Regions from separate parts of the Zea mays genome. Here all the other regions are linked to region 2. A link is a contact called in public Hi-C data. All regions are on one chromosome and are shown on one strand. Each heading gives the region's core, a stretch centred on a gene start, on an enhancer-like site or on the middle of the called end of the contact. The rest is flanking DNA. Distances are from core to core; before and after follow the strand shown.

Evidence for each region. A called contact is a pair of places that touch in the nucleus more often than the background predicts.
Region 1: a Hi-C map of bundle sheath shows a contact between it and region 2, with 6 times the contacts expected there. The contact joins the promoter of LOC100277576 here to the promoter of LOC100285509 in region 2. A contact is called at or near these places in 6 of 25 Hi-C or Micro-C datasets (bundle sheath, endosperm, leaf and 1 more) and 1 of 3 datasets of contacts at active chromatin or transcription factors (leaf).
Region 3: a contact with region 2 is called in a Hi-C map of endosperm, with 3 times the contacts expected there. The contact joins the promoter of LOC100280157 here to the promoter of LOC100285509 in region 2. A contact is called at or near these places in 2 of 25 Hi-C or Micro-C datasets (endosperm and leaf).
Region 4: a Hi-C map of bundle sheath shows a contact between it and region 2, with 5 times the contacts expected there. The contact joins the enhancer-like site here to the promoter of LOC100285509 in region 2. A contact is called at or near these places in 8 of 25 Hi-C or Micro-C datasets (bundle sheath, ear, endosperm and 2 more).

The regions. Positions count from the first base shown.
Region 1 is chr4:84,396,776-84,400,529 of Zm-B73-REFERENCE-NAM-5.0, forward strand. It overlaps LOC100277576, which reads right to left and starts at 2,494. Exons shown (of 2, transcript NM_001151097.1): 1 at 2,339-2,494; 2 at 1,218-2,060. The coding sequence starts at 2,389. The coding sequence ends at 1,560.
Region 2 is chr4:83,937,390-83,941,397 of Zm-B73-REFERENCE-NAM-5.0, forward strand. LOC100285509 reads right to left here and starts at 1,855. Exons shown (of 7, transcript NM_001158401.2): 1 at 1,597-1,855; 2 at 1,142-1,329; 3 at 761-1,059; 4 at 600-684; 5 at 133-496; 6 at 1-33. The coding sequence starts at 1,678.
Region 3 is chr4:83,554,488-83,558,100 of Zm-B73-REFERENCE-NAM-5.0, forward strand. It overlaps LOC100280157 (THO complex subunit 4C), which reads right to left and starts at 2,275. Exons shown (of 7, transcript NM_001153089.1): 1 at 2,134-2,275; 2 at 656-868. The coding sequence starts at 811.
Region 4 is chr4:83,663,816-83,667,538 of Zm-B73-REFERENCE-NAM-5.0, forward strand. LOC100273105 reads left to right here. Exons shown (of 3, transcript NM_001398895.1): 3 at 351-1,144. The coding sequence ends at 642. Among protein-coding and RNA genes, the nearest start is that of LOC100273105, 10 kb to the left of the region's middle. Within about 2 kb of position 2,401, at least 4 of the 20 cell types and tissues checked have an H3K27ac peak or open chromatin away from gene starts, as enhancers often do. A contact at or near this core is called in bundle sheath, leaf and leaf mesophyll, where this site is marked.

The DNA of each region.
Region 1 (3,754 bases), core at 1,244-3,743, 460 kb after region 2:
TCCTTTCCTCCCCTATCTACTGTGATGTGGGCCCACAGTTAATTATTAGTAGATGAAAAATTGATATGAGGTAAAAAGTAGATACAGAAAATGATATTTTATGGTTGTAGTGGGGTATAGGGGAAGGATTTAGGGGAACCGTTGTACAGGGTGGAGATATAGGGGGAAGAGAACGCTGACGTGGTACGTGAGTAGGATATAGAGGGAGAAATTTAGAGGTAACCGCTGAACACAGTCTGATGTGCTCCATGATGTTGGGAGAGTTCTCGCTAAGGCTCCCCACGTGGGGGAGTGATCTCCCATGGTATTGGCTGCAAGGCATTCCTGACCGGGGGTCACATCTCGTCTCGCTAGGCAGGGACGTGAGCTCGTCTTCCGACCCTGATAAGATATCCAGAAACGTGTCCCGAATGCGGTCCAGTACTCCCACTACCTCAGTACGATCGAGTGGTGCCGAGCGCATGCCTCGATCTTATTGAAAGCAGCTCCCATTTTCAGTCCACGGTACTCAAAAACTCTACTTTATAACAAAACCACAAAAAACAGTAGAAAGTATAGGAAACAGTATTTTGACCATTTGTTGCCAGAAGCAATTCCCGTATTTTCAGCAGGGACAGAGGTGGGGGCAGACATTGGTCCCGTTTAGTTCAACTTCTCAGGTGGCCACCAAAAACCGCTCAACTCTACAGTTCTGTTCGTTTGAAGTGTCGGCTTTTACCCAAATGTGTTTTGACTAGTACAACATTTTGATGTTTTGTTGTATTTACTGCAGAATCTGACATATAATAATCCAGCTAGTCAAACACATAGATTCTTCAGTCTAGCAGATTATCTCTGCGACCAGATTCTATTCACAACCAACTTCTGAGAAAAGGTCCATTGCTGTTCGCCCTGCGGCTCGTTTGAATACAGGCGCGGGCTGCCTGCACCCACCCTGCTGCACTTTGGACGTGTCACATAAAATGCACCAAGTCCCAAGCATCCAGCAAGTACGACGCACGCGGCCACTGCTGACCGACAGACCAGCTACACGACAAACCAAAGCAAACCCACCCAGGACGCCACGCCACGCTATAGTGAGTGACTGTTGACGTTGTGCCTGCAACTGCAAGGGCAGTAGTACTAGTCAAACCACCACCGCCGCTACCAGTTAAAACAGCCACACAACAGCGTCGTTATCAAGCAGTGCGATCGGATCAGACATGGTAGAGTTCATGAAACCCTCAAATCAACATCACGAACATCAGCATCATCCACTAATGTATTGTACACATCCAAATTAGCAGCTTAATAATGAACCGACCAACACAGCACTCAGCCTCCCTAGTTTAGCTTACAACAGACAGATCCATCCAGCACATACGAACAAGACAGCACCGTGAGCTGAACTGAACCGAACACAGCACATCAAATCCTCCTACTTACTCCATTAATTAATTGCGCGACGACGACGACTACGACGACAATTAGATGAAGGAAAACGAAGCCTACAAACATCAACCCTGCGGCGGTGGCGGCGGGACGAATCGCTACGCACTAACCCCATGCAGCAGCGTCCGTCAAGCCGCGGCCGTCTCGCTGGGCACGACGGGGCGTACCTTGGGGGGGCGGCCGCGGCCGCGCTTGACGGGGGTGGAGCCGTCGCCGGCGGGGGCCGGGGACGCGCCGCCCTCGGTCTTGGCCTTCTTGGGCGGGCGGCCGCGGGCCCTGGGCATGCCCGCGGTGGCCTGCTTCACGGCGGCGTCCAGCGGGTCCTTGGGCTTGGGCGGGCGCCCGCGCCCGCGCCCCGATGGCGGCGACACCGGCGCGCCGGGGTCCCGCGCCTTCGGGGGCCGCCCGCGCCCGCGCTTCGGCGGCGCGTCGGGCGCGTCGGCGCGGAAGTAGTTGTTCTTGACGAAGACCAGCTCACCCGACTCCTTCATGCGCGCCAGGTGCGCGGCCAGCAGCGACGCGTGCGCGGGCGGCAGGTCGCCGTCGTACTTGCCCTCGATGTACCTGGAGATGGCCGACTTGTTCGACCCGCTCTTGTCGCCTAAGTCCTCGATCGCCGCCAGGATCATCTGCCGGAACGCCCAACCAACACGACGCGCCGTCGGTTAGCTCACTCCATTCCGCAGCAACGAGCACACAAAGAGAAAATCCATTTTTTTATATATTTTTGGTCCAACGGAAACGAAAGAAACCGCCAAGCAGCACGCATGGAGCGCGGCAGCATCCCCCGAACCCAGCTACATCTCCAGCACACGAACGAATCCGCGCCAAGAACAGCACCGGAACAAGAAAGAAAAAAGAGAGAAGAAGCAACGCAGGAAGCGGACGCCGGACAGATGGGTCTCACCTCGGGGTAGGGCGGGATCGGGGACGGCTTGGCGACTTCCTCGGTGGCCATGGCGACGACGCAGACCTTCCCGGATGCCGTGCGGAATGAATTGTTTCCCCCTCGGAGGGTTTGGATCAGGATAGATAAGAAATGCGGAGGAGCCTCGCTCCGTTTCTTTACTATTTTTCCACCTTGGTCTTTTGGTTGTGTCTGCGAAGAGAGAGAGTGTGTGTGTGTGGGTCTGTCATCTGTGGGAGGAGAGTGAGGAGAGACGGGATCAGATGTGGGACGCGGGCGGGCGGACGAACGGCCAGGATTTCTCAGGCCGGCAGAATCGGGCGGCGCAGGACGGGGGAGCACGCGGATCGGTGACGTGGCGTGCGACGGGGTGCCTCTGCCTGCACGCGTCCGCCAGCCCCGCCTAGTTTTTGTTTGCTTTTGTCCGGGCCTGCGCTGGCTTTTAGGCTCTCAGTAGGAAATGACCGAGATGACCTCCGGTTTGGCCCTCTTTTTTTTCTTTCAAAATAAGTTTTTTTTCACAGTAGTCTCCTCGGATGCTCTATCCCCCTCTCCACCGAAATAACTGCATGTCTTGCTTTTGCTTTTTAGTAGGTCATACTTTTTAAGTATAAAATTTATAGAAAATAGTATTACATCTTGAAATACGATTATTATATGAAATATATGTCATAATTAATTTAACTATACTTAGTATGCATCGTTAATATTAGTATATATATTATGGATTTTATAGAATTCGTAAAACAAAACGTAGTATTATTATCATATACATATATATTATTTATTAGTAAGTGGGAAAGGCTCTTGGAGTCTTGGTTTCAACTGAGTGGATACATTATGAAATTATCATGAGTTGTACTCAGCTAGAGCTCTTTACAGATTGCTTTGTTTTGACATACAAATAGAAGGGCAAATTAGCTGTGAAAGGTGGGTAGGCATTAGGGTTTAGGCATTCTTCATAGTGAATTGCAAAAAAAAATTGTCTGTTTCATGGCACTGTCTTATTTTACAGATGCACCACTCTAACTTTGCTAGAACCATTTTGCTAAAAACTACTGTTATAGTAATATTCTAACAAATTGTGGATATTATTCTTTCCCGTGAAAACCTTTTAGAGCTAGTTTGTAAACCCTATTTTTCCATATAATTTCTATTTTACTAAAGAAAATTAGTTTATTTTTCTTTAGGAAAATAGAAATATTTTAGCTAAAAGGTGTTTTCAAACTAGCCTTTATTAAGCAAATCTCTTTTGAAGTTCACACTGGTGTCTTAGGACCTAGTGGTCAAATGGGGAAAAAGCTTTCGGTTTCAGCACTATGTACGTATATATCTTTAGGAAACTGCAGTTCGTTTCTGCTTTTCTAGAAAGCTAAAGTTACTTTAAAGATGACTTCATGCCGGTATTAAAATAGA
Region 2 (4,008 bases), core at 605-3,104:
GGGCGAGCGACGCTTTCCGAGCTTGAGGGACAGCTAGAACAAACAAACAAACAAAACACGGGTAAATCAAACGTGTCGCACGAACGGTTTCAGCACTTGCAAGCGAGCGAGAGGTATGTATATAGGTAGTACCTCTTGGCGTAACAGCTGCAGCAGCACTTGCAGCTGCCAACTGCCGGGACGACGAGACTGTCTGGCTGGTAGGAGCAGCAGCAGGCTTGGAACCGCAGGCCTCTGTAGCGCAGTGAGACGTGCTCCTGGAGGGAGCCACGGCTTGCGGCACGACGATGCGGACTGGGCTTGCAGTTGCCGCGCTTGATAGATGCGGCACGCAGGGCTCCGGTTTCTGAACTGCGATCTGTCTAGCACCAGGGAAGACCTCGGCCACGTTGACCTTGGCAGGGGCAGGGGCAGGAACAGGCGGCGAGTCCGGCTCACTTGACGGGGTAGCACCAGGAACAGACGCCCTGCTGGCCAGCATCATGAGCTCTTTAGCCTGTCACCGGGACAGCGATCAGCAGATGCAGCCGATGGAACGTACTGCAGTGACGAGCGATCCAAGTGTTCAGTTCGTCGCAAAAGGGTAGAGCATTGCATACCTTGTCGACCGGGACGTTGTCGAAAACATTCACCGAGCCGTTGTAGAATATCGTGAGCTGCGTCGAGGCCTGGTTCCGTGGGTTCCTAACAAGGAGGAAGGTCGATCAACCGTCGATCAACATGTCGACAGGGAGGGAGGGAAGGAACTGCCGATCGATACCTCGCCCCGTACACGCCGGCCGTAGAGCCGCCAAACCCGTTGTTGCTCATGGTGAAAGGCTGCTGCTGGTTGTGGAAGCTCTGCGACACTGATGACCTGACCATCAGGTTGGCCTGATGGAACGGCACAGGGTGGCGCACCGACACCGGCTGCACTAGCCTGCATCCACCACCACCACCACCAGGGAGACGATGCGGTGCCGCCGCGCCGTAATCCGCCACCTGCGAGCGCTGCCTGTGCGCCGCTGCAGGGTACTGCTGCTGTGCCGTGGCCTGGCTGCTGTTGTGGCCAAACTGCCTCTGCAGAGACAAGTGAACAGCTGAGACTACCGAGCGTTGAGCCCCTATCCAGCACCTCGGGTGAGTAGCAGTAGCTTATTACCTGCTGCTGGTAGATCGAAAGCATGGAGCTCTGCTTCTTGATGCCGTCGAAGGCGTCTCCGGCCGGCCGGAGCTCGGAGACCGAGAACGCCTCAGAGCCCTCGCCCGTCGCCTCCGTCCTGAACGACATGAACGCCGGCGCGACGCCGGACCTCGCCGCAAACTGCCACCGCGTCGCCGCCGGGCTGTCTGCAGCACAGAAACCTATCTCTCAGAAATTCACACTGCGGAGGCGGAGCGGAGCAGGCCAAATCTGACGCGCGGGCACCAGCGGCCACGAGACGACGAGAGGAAATAAAATCTCTCTGACTTGTCGAATGACTAATAATTTCCATGCTCGCGGCAAGCAAACCGCGGTGGATCAGGCGGTAGACGCGCCGAGTCGCTACTGCCATACTAGTACTACGGTTAGGTAAATCACGCTTTCAGGGCATCGAGAGAGGAGCTAGCACTGACCTGGCTCCGATCGGCTCTCCTCCTTCGCCGCCTCGCCGCACTTCCACGCCCTGTCGATCGCACCCAGGAAATCCCTCTCCATGGAAGCAAAGCAACCAGCGGACGCGCCGCCCACACAAGCGACGAAATCCCTTCCGCGTCGCCTCGTCCCGTGAATCCTCTCCCTCCAGTGACGGTGCCGAGAAGAAAAAAGCAGGAGGAGAAGAAACGGCGCCTTAGCTCGGATTCCTTAACCTTTCTCTCCCCCTCTCTCTCTCACTCTCTCTAAACCACTTTCTCCTGCTTGCTTATTTATTCGCGAGATTTAAGACGGACGAGGAAGAAAGCCGCGATGATTAGCTGCTTAATTAAACCGGCTCATTAATTTACGAGATGGGATGGGGGTGCGTCGGGTGGCGGTGGGCCCCGCTACGGCGACCGGCTACCGGCTACGCAGGGTCCCCACGTGGTTACGCCACACGAGGCGCACCTCCGATGAAACCTCACGCGTCCGATGACACGTGGGATCCGCCTCGCGTGGGGCCGACACGTCGGCGGGCGCGGGAAGCGCTCGTGTGGCCGCGTGCCGCGTCTAGCAGTTTGCGCCGCCGTGGCGTGGGGGCCGCCCACGTGCGGAGGGATCCGGCACGTGTGCCTCCATCGAGCCGAGCCACACGAGCCGAATAGCCCCGCGCGCGTGCCAACGACTAACGAGGATGACGCGTGGGCCCTGTTACAAAACATTTTATACATGTGATCTAATCCATCCATCTGTCGTAGTGACAGTTATTTCCCAAGGGACACACCCTTTGGGAACTCTTGTATATATACATCAACCCCCGCAATAAAGAAGTTGGTCCCTGTCATTTGTCTCTGTCTTTTCTCTCTTTACCGCTGAGTATTGAACACGTTATCAGCACTGCTCGCGAGACCGGAGAAGAGAATAAAAATCGCTCGTTGTTTTGGAAATGAAGTTGTCGTTGGAGAAAGATGAACAGTGGAGGTCTCGACATCAAGAACAACACGAATGTACGATACCTATTTTTTTATCGCATTCGTTACCACTGCTTTATCTTCTTCGTGTCGTCGACGACACAGTGCCACCAGGGCCACAGGGCTGCGCGCTCACGCGCCTGGGCCTCTGCGCTCGCGCCGGCCGCGCCGGCCAGGCTGTGGCCACGTTGCCAGGGCCGCAGGGCTGCGCGCTCACGCGCCTGGGCCACTGCGCTCGCGTCGGCCGCGCCCGCATGCCGTCGCAAAACGTCGCTGGGAGGCTGGCCGCGCCCTGGCCGCCCACGCGCTACAGGAGGCCGCGCGAGGCCGTGCGCCGTCGGGGCCGGGCCGCCGTGCCGAGGGTGGGTCCGGCCACGCCCAGACCGCCGCGGCTGCGCTGCTGGTGCCTCCGCCCGCGCGAGCCGCGCCTCGCGCCGTCGGGCCGGGGCTGCCGCGCAAGCGCTAGTCAGGCCGCCACAGCCGCACCACAGGAGCCGACGCCCATGCGCGGGCTGGGTCGCCGTGCCCCGCGCCGCCGGGGCTGCCGGGGCCGCGCCGTCGCCGTTTGGCCGAGGTCGCGCCCGCGCTGCCAGTGGGCCGCGCCCCACGACGCCGCGTTCGCGCCTGCGCAAGGGCTGCGCTCGCATCGGGCCCGCGAGCCCGCGCAGTAGCCGCACCCACGCCGCCGGGTTGGGGCCGCGACCATGCCGCCGGGAGCCGCACCCATGCCGCCGGGTGGTGGTCGCGCCCGCTCGCGCTGGGGAGGTCACGCCCGTGCGCGCCGGGGGCCGCGCGCTGCTATGCCCGCACCGGGACCAGCGCCGTCGTGCCCGTGCCGAGGCCGGGCGACTGCTCCCGCGCTCGAACCGTGGCCGCGCACTATGGCCGGGCGGCCGCTCCCGCACCGCCATGGCTGGGACAGAGGCCACCGCGCCCAGAGAATGTCGCATGGCCGCCGCCGGTGGCTGAGGACGGCTGGAGAAAAACCTAACCGCTAGCCCTTATAGCCTTAGATGGGCCGTGATGGGCCTTTTTCCTCTATTTGGCTGAAGACGTGAGCCATTTCCATTGATTGTGCCTACGAAATTTATTATTTAAGTCTATTATTTTTCTGCAATTACAATCAGACGAACATTGTGTTCATTTAAATTACTGTTTTTCAACATTGTTTTGTATCTAAATTTAGATACTTAAACTGCTCATGAAATATGTAATTGTGCATAGTTGTCTGTTTTTAATTATGAAAAATACAGACGTATTAGTGAATTATATTTTCATTTACATTTATAATTCACATATTTTTCGACTTGCTTTGTTCTTGCATTCTTTTTATGTTTGCATGGAAAATATAGCACATTAATAAGTCGAAACTAATGGTCCTCATGCAAAATGATATTGCATTTTTGGAAAAGCATAGGGTGATGGAGTCCTAAGCAATGG
Region 3 (3,613 bases), core at 1,025-3,524, 380 kb before region 2:
TCATATGATCATGCCAATCATCACGAACCACATTGACTTATCATTGGTCTTTAGAGGAAGAGTAGCAATAATTATAACCGAGAAATAGCAAAACCATGAAGTACTGCATTAAGTTAACAGCTGAGAAGGAAAGAGCTCCACCAATATCACAAAAGTCCAGGAGACAAATGGCTTGTGCACTTGCTATGGAAGCAGACTAGAAGAACTTCCATGGGAGTATGGAATCCAGAACTGTTGAATAAGGGGCACATTGCAATTTCCATATATGGCAAGAAGATTGATGGAGTCTTCCCTTCAGCATATCATGATTTAGACACATCAAACTGGAGTCCGCCAGCTTTATTTTTCATCTATTTCCTTCCATATGTTTGAAGAAATGGTGGTGTTCCAACAAAATTCCCATTAGAGATGACCACCATTTACTTCTGCCCCTCAATAAATTCAACCTTATGATCTACTGCAAAATTTCTACCAAAGTTGCATCTGCCCCTCCAAGCCTCCAAACAATACTGACAGAGAACACATTAGTCACAGACATCACAGATACTCCTGCCCCTCCATATAATGTAAGCTTAGGCATGCTCTCCCCATTCAGTTTCTACTTTAGTCAGGAACCTGACCATGAACAAAAACATAGTGACAGGTTTGGCCTTGCCTTAGCAATAGTGCGTGCAGATGGACGGGAGTTAACCCCAAGAGGTCCTCGGGGAGCCAATCCTGATCTTCCACGCAGGACATGTCCACCTCGCCCACCACTTCCTTGAATACGGCCACTACCCCTGTCTCCACCCCTTCTTTCGTAATATGACATAGCTCAAAGTTGTCACACAGTCAACCAACTGCCAAGCTACAACAGTACAATGGTAACCTGCGGTAAAGATGGCAAGCTTTAGATATGTTTAAATATGCAAAGGGGAGGTTGACATAGCTCCGAACTGTGAACTTGCAAGAAAACAGACAAACATGTAACATGAGTTGGATCTAGTGAGTATCTTTAAACACACAAAGTCGAATATAAAGAAACTAAATTACTAAAACAAAGCTGCTCATCGCACATTGATATTGATAATACAAAAACTATTGCATCAGCAATGAGGAAACTGGAGTAGTCAAGCTAAAAGGCAAACGGATTGTGTAAAAGGGTTCACTGACAGTCTGAGATCGATTCAAAGTAACTAGTTGACAATTTACAATAATTCTACAGAAGATTTGATAAACTGAGCCCAACAATGAACTATACTTAAGATCAGAGGCAAATCTATAATCACTGTGTTGGGTGCTGCCGCACCCATGAAAAAAACGTGATAAGAGCCAAATTGTCACCATATTTCCACCCTGGCACCCCCTATGTCACAAAATCTGTGCACCTATGAGGCAAGCTCTCAAGTGCATCCCCTTCGGATTTGCTCTAGCTTCACTACTGCTTAAGATCAAACTGCTAATACATGAAACATCAGGGTACAAGCCCATCTGAACTTAATACAGTTACAAACTTACGATGCATCATCACATGAAAACAATTCAGTTGCTATGCAGCTTGTTCCAATTTACCATCACTTAAAAAAATTGTTGAGTTCCTATGTAGCGACCTTAGGAGAAGAACAAACGTTGAGAACTGTTGTTAGGAGTTGTAAAGCACTCGAAATTCCTATAGGTTACAGCAATGACAGTGGAGACATTAAACATGTAGGAATGTCATTGCCAGCAAACCAAAGTACCAAACAGCTAATATCCTGATATTCAGAACACATATTTGAGAACCCTGATGATGTTCTGAAAAGGAATCTCACAAACTCCACAAACGCAGCTGCTCAAACTCCTAAAAACGAAATGCCTAGCCATTTCCTCATACCTGGCCAATCCGGCAAAGGAGCCTCTCCCACCCCACACCAATCCACGTTACGAACACAAAATTCATGCATCTACAGAAAAAAAAACTCGCAAAGGCGAGAGCGCAATCAGGCTTACGCAAGACACCGAAGAATCCCACAAGTACCGAGTTGTATTCTACAAACCTAAATCCCTCTTCAATACCACATCGGCAGCCTCTCCAGCCCTACCATCTGCGTCGGACAAACCGGATCTGGAAATATATCATCACGAAGAGCACTGGCGGCGGGGGAGGCGACTTACTCTCGCGCGCGCAGGGGTGTCGGCGACTGGGTGGAGAATATTCTTCGGGGCGCTCCCGGCCTCAGTTTCCTCGAGCCTCCGCCGGATGACGCGAGAGAGAATGAGGGGGCGGAGGCGGTGCCGAGAGGGAGGGGCAGAAGGAGACAGGATGCGGCGTGAGTACTGGAATCAAAACCCTAGCTCTCGTTATCTCGATTTTCTTCTGCTTGTGATGAGATGGGAAGGAAAACAGGGGAGGGGGCTGGCCGGGTAGAGTAGTAGACTCGGGAGAGAGGTCGCGCGGGTTCGTACTCGGTGACCCCGGGAGCGATCCTGGCCGTGGGAATATGCTCTGAGGATGCTTCCAATCGTGTCGAAGTCCGAAATCGACGGTCTCGATTGGTTTGATGGTGGGGAGTAGCCACCATACGGTTGATAAATTCGGTAGCCGGCCCAGTAATCGACACCGGCCGATAACTTTGATATTTTGAATTTAGAAATTTTCATAAATTTAAAAACTTTTGATTCCAATGTTTTATAAATACTATAGATTATTTGAAGCCTTCCTACTAAAACCAAAATTCAAAATACACAGCGGATCTCAAACTAAAGATCATGGAAGTTTCGAAAAAAATACAACTAGGATTGTCGAGTAATCGCTCCGCAAAGCTGATAAAATCGGTGTGTAGGACCGATTAGCCGGCGACTGAGTAGAAGCTAGGGTTTTAAAGATTTTTCCCCTTTTTACTAGAAATCTTTTTAAATTACCATGGGTACTTGTAATATAGGCTAACAATACTTATAATAATAGAACATATTATTGGTATATTTAGGAATATTAGATTGAATCGATCCGGTTTGGGAATGTTCTAATTTTTGGTGGCGTCATGGTTCGTCTTAACCTTTTTTCTATGTGAATTATACGTCGGTGAAGTAAATCGACAACCGATTAGGTGTACCAATGGAAGGAGCCTGAGTACTACCAAATATCGGTGGACTCGTGAAGTACACTTCTATATGGATCGGACAGACTTGAGCGAAGTACAAGACACGGTTAATGCATGAGCAAGGTATTATGTTGCTCTCATCAGAGGAGTATAATACACACCCGTGGAATCTTCGATGGTATTTATGAACTATGAAATTGTGGCATGTAATGTATTTGAACCATAAAACTGTGTCATACAATACATTTTGAACCGCTAAATGTTGTTATTGGACTTGTAACATTTATGTCATTTTTGTTTGTTTTTTGTGGCCTAAATATGCTTTATTTGCCAATAAACAAGAGGTTCGGTTTCTTGTGCGTTGCTGCTGGTTTATCAAATTGGTGACCGACAAATCGGTCTTATCGACCAAATAATCGGCCTTGAGCCGTTTGAATTAAGATCCAATAATCGGTCTTCATTCTTTATCTTGCATAAAAATAATTAAGATCCAATAATAATTATTTTGAATAAGTAACTTAGCTAATGATTCATGAAATTTTTTGTTGATGCAC
Region 4 (3,723 bases), core at 1,151-3,650, 270 kb before region 2:
TACTACATGCGTGGCTCCATCAATGATTTCTGGCAGTCACTAGTCTCACTTTTAGATATTTACTTGCATCGGATCTCCTGTGGTGGTGCCGTGGTGGTATAGCTGACTTGGTGTTTCTTTTTGGCAATGGTCCCGTAGCTCATTTCCCCCCCAACCCTATGGGCTACATGAAAGCAGCTTGGCATTTAGTTTTTTGGTTTGTTGCTCTTGTCTTCGGAATAGTTGGTTCTGATTTTTGAAGTCTTGTTCTGTAGGTCTATTGACTTTGATCTGACTTATACCGATTCTCATTTTTGAAAAAAAAATGGTTCTGTGTATCTTCGTTTCTGACGATTTTGATTATACTTCAGGGAAGTGAAGGATGGCCGGTCTCGATGCCGCGGTTGCTTCTTTTGTGTTGCTAGATGTGAAACTTGTGGTGGCTGCATCGACCTGGAGGAGCTCGGTGAGTCTGGACTAGCCTGCTCTGACTTTCTGTGCATGGATTGCTGGCTCAAGCTTCCAAAATGCTGCACATGCAACCGTCCCTACTGCGAGAGGCATTCAAATTTGAAAGAGAATCTATCAGCGTCTGGGCAGTTCACATGTCAGGAGTGTGCAGCGTTTGCTACCTCACTCAGAAGTCGGGGAGAAGGTTACTAGAAGAGATGTTGGCTGCTCTGTCTCGGTAACCAAATAATTGGGACTTTTAACACGTGACTCGTTCCCCTGTAACAAACAGCCTTTCTTATTGATTCAATCATCTCGTGTGGACGGAGCTTATAAGACCTGATGGAGTAACTAGAAGCTTAATTGTCTTACTGCTTTCGTCAAACAAAGTGGGTGCAGACCTCAAGGTCTTGCGCATCCAACTTGTCTGAATGAAGGGACTGCCATGTCAAGGGGGGACAATGTGAGCAACATTGACAGTTGAAGGGCTGCCATAATTCAACATTGACAATGTGAGCAACGTTGTTTAAGAGTCGTGTGTGCCCATTGCAACATGGCAATAACTTTGTACCTCAGGGCTGTCAGTGCAAATGTTTCTCAACGTTTGTCTTGGTTCTGTATAATTTACAACGTACTGCCATGTATACACACCATGTGAGCGAAGCAACATCTGATCTGAAGTGAGGAAGAAAGAATACAAAAGTTATATTGTCAACTTTTGATTTCCCATTGTTCGCTAAGGTTCCACCCGTCAATTTCACGGGGGAAACCTCTGATTAACGCGGTGAAATTGATTAACGGGGGAGACCGTAAGCTTTGGCGTCGTCGAAGTTCAGACCTCATTTGAATGAGGGTAGTGGGTGTGAAACCGAGAAACAGGGTTTCATTCCCTGGCCTCCTTGGGAGACAAAACAAAACCACAGCAGCTGCTGATCGCGCGTTCGTTCGATGGGCCTGCAAGTGGAATGGAATATGTCTGTGTTAGAGTGTGTGTGGCATGGTTGTGCTCTACCAGAGCAGTTCTAGTCTAAAATTATGGGTGAAGCAGCTCTGCTATAGAGTTTAGATTATTTCTTATAATCGGTAGCAGTGGCGGGTAAATAACTCCAAACTCCATGATTAATTTGTTTTTTAGAGTTTTCGAAGCAACAAAAGAGTTATTTAAAAAAAATTATACTGCAGCTCCAAAAACTCTATAGAGTTTACAACTCCGGAGTTAGTGTGTTTGGCATAATTTGGCCAGCTCTCCTTTGAGTTTTGTACTAGTCATGCCAAACCGGTTGGCGAAACGGCTAAATTCCACGGTCAACTAAAACGAACAAACAAACCGCTCCGGCGCTGCTTCAATTCTACCCGTCCAACCGAGCACAGTTCATACTGATGATCCCTGTCGACTGTCGTCTCAACTGAACGTCTAGAGGATAGCTCTGCATCCGTGTAAAATAAAACGCAATCGATCGGACAGGAAGAACGAGACCTTGAGCCCGCGCGCCAAGGAACGAGACAGGCTCTGCTTGGGCTATAGCTAGCTACCTAGCATAGCATGGGTCGGCAGCCGCGTGCTGTGCGACAAGGTGAGGCTGAAGAAGGGGCCGTGGACGGCGGAGGAGGACGAGAAGCTCGTCACCTTCGTTATCCTTGCGCCAACGCCCACTGCTGCCCAAGCTCGCCGGTGCGTGTGCATGCAATGCATGCTCGACCGGTCGATCGTTCAAATAACAAGACTCCCTGCACCACCAGGCATGCTTCGACCAGCAGACGCCGCCGGCGATTTTCTCACCCGCCGCCGCCGCCTCGACGGTTCGACGCCGACGACGACGTCGAGCTCTGCAGCCTCGGCGGCGGCGTCCTTGAGCCGCGACGAGGCGCTGTTCCCACTCGTGGACATGGACTTGGAGGAGTTACCCGAGATAGCAGTGTTCCAGATGGGGGCGCTAGAGGACATGGTCGCGTCGTGGGACGACGACTCCTTGGCGCAGCCGCAGCTGTCGCCACCGCTGGTCTACGACTACTGGGACCATGCGTACCAGCCGCGGAGGAGCCGGAGCGGCGTCGCGTTTGACCAGGAGTCACGAAAGAAGATTGAGCTCTTCTCTAGCTATTGTTAGAAAATTAGATATTATCAATTTTAATTTAATTTAGAAAACCAGTGTGATGCATATGACGATATGTATGTATATATGTATATCACTATTCAGATAAGTAGTAAACAATAATAAAACATGCACAAATACGAAGAATAAAGTGTACCCAGCGGATGGATCGATGACCAAGATATCAGTGATTCCATTCACACGAGACATCTTGTGTGTATGTTTGATATAGTCGTACGCAGTCGATGCCGACAGAGTGCAGTCCCTCGAACGGCACCGGCAACGAGAAACCTGATCAGCGTTGGTCGAGCGGACGAAGCGAGCAATCGCGAGTATGCTCTCCAAAAACCTGATCGCCCACACACCCATACAAGTGTAGCTCTGCGGACATCGATTTCGGAGGCCTGTCTCTCACTCTCTCTGTGCTCGCAGAAGGTGGGACATGAATGGGCTGAGTGCAACGCATCTGAGACTGTTCGTATGTAACCAGAAACAGCCTCAACTCCTCCGTATTTGTACACGCGCATAGGGAGGCGAACGGATAGTACGGTCGCCGTCAGAGCTAGAAACTAACTGGTGTCACAGTCAGCCAGAAACCGATGCAATCAGAGACGTCCATTACTAGCAGACAACCATTACAACCCGTCCGTTACTAGCCATAACATAGAAAACAGCTAGTAACGGACGACAGTAATGGACGGTCATCACTCTAGGCAAAATGCGCAACCGTTAGGAAGGAATATTCGGACCAAGGTCCGATCTACTACGGCCCGGCCGACGGTGCACGCGCGTGTGACCGTCTTTCACCTTTTTCTCAACTTCTCAATAGATGCACCATGGTCCACCTATTTAAGTTGTTTGATTTGTCCCTTGAACTTTCGGTATGATACTAAAGTATTAATACACCGTAGCATTGAAGTGAGCCTTTAGCATTGACTATTATTGGGTATTAATTTGGACCAGGCCCACATTAATCCAACAATCCCCACCAAATGCTAATTCACACTAAAATGCTCTCATCATGTCAAACGTTTGATCTACTGGTGTTTCGATGGAGACTGTTAAGTTGAACATCCACCTAGAACCTAGACTACACTTAACCACAACTGCACAATGGACTAGGCCTTGAATTGACGGTTTTGCGTGGAATAAGCTTCATCTAAACTCTTTACCAGTACTAGATTGCCGAGCGCACCCCCTC